2 separate regions of the Mus musculus genome follow, and region 1 is linked to region 2. A link is a contact called in public HiCAR-type data. All regions are on one chromosome and are shown on one strand. Each heading gives the region's core, a stretch centred on a gene start, on an enhancer-like site or on the middle of the called end of the contact. The rest is flanking DNA. Distances are from core to core; before and after follow the strand shown.

Region 1 (3,429 bases), core at 842-3,341, 560 kb before region 2:
TGGGGTGGGGTCTGAAGGGGTGGGGTGGGGTGAGTGGGGTGGTGGTGTCTCGATTCTTTATCACTTAGTTAAGTCACTTCTAAAACGGATGGTGAAAAGCAGTAAGAGTCAGAGAAACCACAGGGTGAATTCGGGTTTTCTCCGAGCTTCCACAGAATGCTTGTGCTTTGGGGTTTTAAATTCTCTTTTCTTTTGAAGCAGGCTCTGGCTATGTTGCCTAGAGCACATGAGCTTTGTCTATCCTTCTACCTCAGCCTCTCATGGAGGGAGCGACAGACTCCATCCTCTCTACCTGGTCCCTCTAGAGGTTAAACTTGAGGGTTGAAACATTTTATAAAAGAGAGAGAGAAAAAAAATAACCGTCTTAATTTGCTTACAGGGACTTGGTCACAGTCTTTGATTCTCCACTAGTAATTTGCTGTATCTTAGAGACAAAAAACATTTCTTCTCATTTGTCAAACCATTCTATAACACTGTAACTCCCAATGCCCATTGCGCCGATATGCCCTAGCTTGTACATTAATGAATAGCAACATAGAAATCCCCAAAATGCAACGACGAGTTACATGTAGGGGTGTGAAGGCTGCAGTCAAGTCCTCATTAGATAATGAGCAAGCCCTGCTGATGCTGTGGTCACCCATGCCTTGTCTGTGTTGACTGAGTCCTCTTCTTGTGCCAGGCAACAATGTCATGAGGACCATCCACGGAGTGGGAGAGATGATGACACAGATGGTGCTCAGCAGAGGCTCCATCTTCCCAGTGAGTGTGCCCGACGCACAGCCCATCGTCCACCCCAGCAAGCAGGCGAGCCCCGGCGAGCAGGAGGATGTGACAGTGATGGACACCAAGCTGAAGGTTATCGAGATTTTACAGGTATGTCCAGCATTGTTCTCTGTCACTGTGTGTGTGTGTATGTCTGTGTATCTGTACATGTGTGTGCACACGTGTGTGTATATGTCTCTGTGTAATTTGTGGCTAGCCTCCTGCCTCAGCTTTCTGAGTGCTGAGAATCCAGGTGTTAGGCATGATACCTGGTTTTGCTGTGTAACTATGTTGAAATGCTATCGGTGTGATATGATTCTGAATTGTCACTGGTCTCTCTTTATTCTGGAAGGCTGTTGCCTTTATTTTATTATTACTTTTAGGTGAGTAACAGCTGACAATCTCACATTGATGCTGCTGTGCACACCTACCCCGTTGTTTTGTCCCAGCAACTACACTAATGGTATCTAGCAATCATGGAGGGCTTTGAGGTGCTAACATAGCTTTCCTGTGTGTTTATTATCAGCTGGTTTTGACTGAGATGGAATATTTTTAACATTTAAGAAGGATTTTAAGGCAGGCACAGTTAATGATGATATCCTAACCACTTTTCTGTGTTTAATTGCTTGAAACATATTTGTGTGTTCCACATATCCAGATTTCTTGTTGTCACAGGAAACTCAAAAATTTTATGGCAGACACACTGATATACTCCTATAATTTTAGCACCCAGAAGGCTGAGGCAGGAGGATTTCTATGAGTTCAAGGCCAGCCTGAGCAACATAACAAGACCCTTGCCACCCAATCATTATTTACCAAACATACTAATTGCTGACTTATTACTTTACGTAATTACTTTGTTTCTAAGGGGCTGGGGATGCTTTTTTGGTTTTTTGCACATTAGCCAAGTTTAATACTTAGCCTTATCAATTTAATGAGCTGTTATTTCATGCATCAGACCCCTCCTCACAGAGGCTATGTTTCTAGCATTTTCGCTTTGGGGTGAGTCTGGGAAACAGGCTCATGGTACCTTTGTGATAGCATTTCTTCTAGAGTTGGGAATGGAGCCTGTAGCTTTCAAGATTGTTTTAAGATGTGAACAGTTTCCCAAATCTTTCGTCATCACCGAGCATAGACTGAGCTCTCAGAAGCAGGTCAGCAGTCCTGGAAGGCTCCGTGCATTTCTCATTCAAAGTAATTAGATTTATAGTCATAACACATTTCCCAGTTCCTCCAGGGTTTCCAAAGGCCATGTCCTGAGAAATGTTGGCAGCCTTTCCTACTCTGTGTTCATGGCCTTGAAAATTCATGTCATGTTCAGCTTACCCTGAAGCTGAGAAAGGGACCTCTGGGCTCAGTTCAGTGTTGTTTCCTGTCTGTCTGTGGGGTCCCAGCCCCCTCCATCCCCCGCCAGTGGATGACCTCTGACATGTGGCCTCATCTTCAACACCAGTGCCTCTCACAGTAACCCTGAGGAGATGCTGTGTGCTGCAGCCACACTCTGCTCACTTTAGCTGCCATCCAGCACTTGGAGAGTGTCCCCTGAGCCTCCTTGCCTGACTTCAGGCAAGATCTCCTTTTTCACAGACTCTCAGAGCAACTCTCCAACAACCCCTGGAGCTACACTGACTGCTTTCTGCCAGCTCTTCCTCCTCAGGAGCTGCCCCTCTTTACCCCATTTAAATAAAATACGTTTTTCAGTGAACATTGTCTTGTTCTTCCCTCTGACCTTATTCTCTCTCTTTCTCTGCATTTACACATTTTAAATTTTATTTTTATTTTGCTAAGACACATTTGTTTTGTGGGCTGGCCCAGACTTCATTTAGGCTGGTCTTGAACCCATGAGAATTCTCCTGCCTCAGCCCCGCAGTGCTGAGAATGTTGGGATTATGGGTGTGAGCCACCATGCCTGGCTTTTTCTCTATCTTGTTATCTGTCTCCATATCTTACACTGTATCTGCAGCTTCATAATTAGGAACATTAGGGGGAGCAAAGGTCATAAAACGAAATCCTGTGAGTTCTCATCTCCAGCAGAAGGGAGAGCTTCATTTGTGTCTCATGTTGAATTCTTCTTTTCTTCCTTTGGGCATCTGAGTTTTAAAATCCCCTGTGTACTGAGTACCCATAGCCTGGCTTCTGTCTCCACTCTCCCGCTTCAGGACCAAGCCCCAGGCTCTTTATTAGTCAATGGTTCCCAATGTTGGTCTTCCCTACACCCTATAAATCCCCATTCACTGGAGTCTCCCTATCCAGCATATGTTGTATTCACAGCAGGTTAATAGAAGAGTTGCTGTGGGGTTTATTTTTCTCTCTGGACTTTATATTCATCAAGAGCCACATTTACAACCTGGCCTCCTGAAAATATTATATTAAAGGGATTTTTAATTTCTGTATGCATGTGTGTGTGTATGCATGTGTGTGTGTGCATGTGTGTGTGTATGCATGTGTGTGTGTATGCATGTGTGTGTGTGCATGTGTGTGTGTATGCATGTGTGTGTGTATGCATGTGTGTATGCATGTGTGTATGCATGTGTGTATGTGTGCATGTGTTTGTGTATGCATGTGTGTATGCATGTGTGTGTGTGTGTGCATGTGTGTGTGTGTGCATGTGTGTGGGGGGGTTATGCACATGAATGCAGATGCCTGCAGAGGCCAGAAGGCAGCACT
Region 2 (3,528 bases), core at 489-2,988:
CACCTGCAGGCTGTCTTTTAGTTTACAACACCTCTGACCATCCTTCCTGGCAACAACAAGGTTCTAAATTGCATTACCTGTACATAACTATAGCTGCTGTTGCCTCTGCAATGTATCTGACACTGCCGCTCTCTCATCCTGGCACCTTACAGATCACTTCTGTAGCACTGAACCTTAATACAGACACTCGTAGGAGCTGGAGACATGGCTCCATGGTTAAGGGTACTTGCTGCTCTTCAGAGAATCCTTTGGTTCCCAGCACCCATGCGCTGTGTCTCACACTGCCTCTAACTCCAGTAGCAGAAGACTGGCGCCCCTTCTGGCGGCACTGGAAACTGCAGTCTCTCTCTTTAGGTTACAAAAGGGCACTGAAATACTGTATTTCTACAAAACACTATTAAAATACTGAAAACACACTTAGGAAGTTACTATGTCTTAGGTATCAGAGGAGTGGCTAATGGTCCAGTAACATAGTAAGTATGTCCTGGCATCTGGGATGACCACCTTTTTGTGGTATTATGGGTTGTATTTTATAATACACAGCTGATCCTGATAACCACCCATGCTTCATGAGGAGGAAATGCATTCTTGAGGTTTTGTTCCAGGCTCAACTCCAGAGCTACTTACCTACTGGAACTGAATTTTAGAGAAAATTCAAATTCAGAATCACCACTAGCTTTTAAAAGAAATATTTCTCACTCAAATGATGCTTTTCTATTGCAAGCAGCTACCATGGGAGTTTCTGTTTCTCAATGACAGCCTGGAATTTTGCGATGGGGTCAGTACTGTTCCATGAGAGTTGCAGTCTGCACAGACAATCTGTGTGTGAAAAACACCCAATGCTGTATCTTACCTAGACAGGTAAATTTTAAAAGCCAGTTCCTGAACCCTGCTAGAGCTTTCTTAAAACAGAAATAAAGTGTAAGCATGTGGGCCCTGAGTCCCCCTCTAGGACTGTGAAATGGAAACAATGTGGATATATATTTCCACAGAAATGTCTTAGACCCCATGGCTTTTAATCAAAGATGTTTTTCTCATCTTTTGAATAAGACAATCTTTTAATCACAGGGAAAAACTAAGAATGATTTTAACATTAAGTATAAACCACCCATACCACTGACCTTCATTCTCACAAAAGGATGAGCCATTCACACATTCTATAGGATAATCTGTAACCCACAGGCAATGCTGCCCTTTACTTTGTTGCTACTTGAATTTATTTTCATCTCTGTTTTCAGCAGTCTGGGCCTCCTTGTAAGTTACTAACACCGCTCATTTAAAAAGTGAGCCACAAGAAATTAGACATTGAAAGACTGATGTGAGCCCACAACTGCCAGACAACCAGGCTGCATTAATGGCACACCAACCAAGCTGAGGATGCCGCCCGGTACCTGCCAGACAGCTGGGGCAGACAGGCTGCAGCTAGAGTATGAATCAGACAGTGTAGCTCTCTAGTCAACAGGTAAAACAAACAAACCAACAAACATGTTAAGTTATTGAGGTTTAAGGATTTATCACTAAACAGGAGTGCCAGCTGAATACTACCTGGGGTCTGGAGTTAAGGCTGACTATGCATGCAGGGCATGTGTGGTAGTAACAAGAGATACAGCCGGTAAACATGTAGCCAGAGACATTCACGGATGTGGAATGTGTGCCTGACACAGTCTGAAGTGAGGGGACATTAAGCAGAGGTGACCTGAGCTTTTTTGTTACTTTGGGGCTTATGGTTTTAGCCACCAGAGGTCACTCTTCCCTATTAGAAAGATGCAAGACAACACTGGCAAGGCTCTCCCAGCCGCTGGTTAGAGGAATGAAAGATGTGAGGGTAGATCTCCCCACCCCTTACCGCAGGCAGCAGAGAGCAGAAGACAGGAACCAGCACCAGAGACTAACAGACTTAAGTCCATCACTGAGGGCAGAGGAGAGGCTGTGGAATACTTTCCTGGCAATAGAGATCTGTGGAATAGCTGCCAAGCTAGTAAGATGTAAGGCAGAGTTGGAAGGGCTATCCAGAGTTCTTACTGTATAAATATGGCCACTCCCAGGCATTCCTCAGCTAAAGACTGCAGTGATGTTTAATATTGCTTCATAGAAGTGTAAAGTAGCCAGGGCTGCTTCAGGGCTCCACATATATGAAACCAAATAGAAGGAAGAGCCTGCACTGGTGGGCACTGGTGGGCACTGGTGGGCACTGGTGGGCACTGGTGGTGTGATTCAGAGCACAGGAGTGTGGGATGTAAGCTGAGACAATTCACATTTCTGAAAGCAGCCTGAGTTGAATAGCTAAACCCCATCTCAAAACCAAACCAAAGCAAAACAAAAGCCAGCTTAGTCTATCACTGCGCCTTCAGCCAAATATCCCACCCATCTTACGAAGGGTGAGACAAGTCTACTGCACTGTTTCAGGGGAGGCCTAGATCTGGCTGCAAGCAGGAAGCTCAAGGACGATCTACAGTGCTTCTCGATGACAAGGAACAATTCAGGAAAGACGCCTTGGTTAGCAAGGGGTTTAACCCTGACAACAGTTCCTTGTTTCACCACAAAAACATAAAGAAGGAGTGTGATAGAGAGCGAGCCGTTTCTTCATGAAGCCCTGTTTGGAGTATTGTATCCGGGACATTGACAAGGGTATTGCACATCAGTGTAACCTTGGATTCCTAAAACAACTTCCTCTACTGCAAAAGTAAAGTATGTTCACTGAAAACATCCAGAAAGTAGGAGAGGCTTTGAGGAAATAAAATCATTGCTGACTTGGGGAATGGAGCAGAGTGCAGCACGAACACTTTAAACACACAATTCCCATTGACAGTTCTGCCTCATAATTTATCTCCATCTCTCCTCAGATAACACAGCTGACAGTGTCACCAAGAACTGTGTGCTGCAGGCTGTGCCTCCTGTGTGCCCTTCCCTCACGTTTCCTGAAGTATCTTCCTCTTGGGATGACCCCACAGCATCAATGTTCTGGCCTCTCCTCTGTGCTCTCCTGTCCTGACTGCTCATCCCTCCTCCTATGCCTTCTCCCATCTGTCTGGTCCTCCCCAGCCTCCACTTGAGGATGCTCCCTCAAGGGTTAAGCATGTCTACAGAATCGCCAGGTCTACTTGCCTCTGTCCTTCCTTCTGGTGGCTTCCACTACTAGGGATGTGGTCGCTGATAGGGATGTGGCTGATAAACCTTAATTGATGTACAATAGGTCCTTGATAAAAGTTAGATTTATACTAATGATTAATGGCTTATAAATCTGATTTCCAGGAAGTTCTCTGCTCCAAGGCCGTCAGAACCCTCAGCAGCAGCCTCTTATCTGTGAAGGTCTGAACTCCTAACTGGCAAGTTAGTCATTTAAGTGGGCTTAAGCTGTGAATCCTAAAAACATAACCGATGTTTGTTCGTGTCCCAGGATCCTCCTCGGGGGCCTGCAGCCCTTCAGTCTTTCTTGCTTAAAGTGTAGCGCAGTGAATTGTCCGCATTATCTAGTTTGTTCCTCAGGTTCACTAACATTTCATTTAATCAGCATAAGTTGATTGTGTA

The links. HiCAR-type assays count read pairs that join an accessible place to other places.
Region 1: a HiCAR-type map of astrocytes shows a contact between it and region 2, with 3 times the contacts expected there. The contact joins two enhancer-like sites. A contact is called at or near these places in 1 of 484 Hi-C or Micro-C datasets (bone marrow-derived macrophages) and 2 of 115 datasets of contacts at active chromatin or transcription factors (astrocytes and embryonic stem cells).

The regions. Positions count from the first base shown.
Region 1 is chr6:146,356,738-146,360,166 of GRCm38.p6, reverse strand. It overlaps Itpr2 (inositol 1,4,5-triphosphate receptor 2), which reads left to right. Exons shown (of 57, transcript NM_019923.4): 22 at 680-873. Among named protein-coding and RNA genes, the nearest start is that of Gm35596, 140 kb to the right of the region's middle. Within about 2 kb of position 2,091, at least 28 of the 459 cell types and tissues checked have an H3K27ac peak or open chromatin away from gene starts, as enhancers often do. A contact at or near this core is called in astrocytes, where this site is marked.
Region 2 is chr6:145,791,676-145,795,203 of GRCm38.p6, reverse strand. The region is part of intron 1 of Rassf8 (Ras association (RalGDS/AF-6) domain family (N-terminal) member 8); the gene reads right to left. Among named protein-coding and RNA genes, the nearest start is that of Gm15704, 45 kb to the right of the region's middle. Within about 2 kb of position 1,738, at least 58 of the 459 cell types and tissues checked have an H3K27ac peak or open chromatin away from gene starts, as enhancers often do. A contact at or near this core is called in astrocytes, where this site is marked.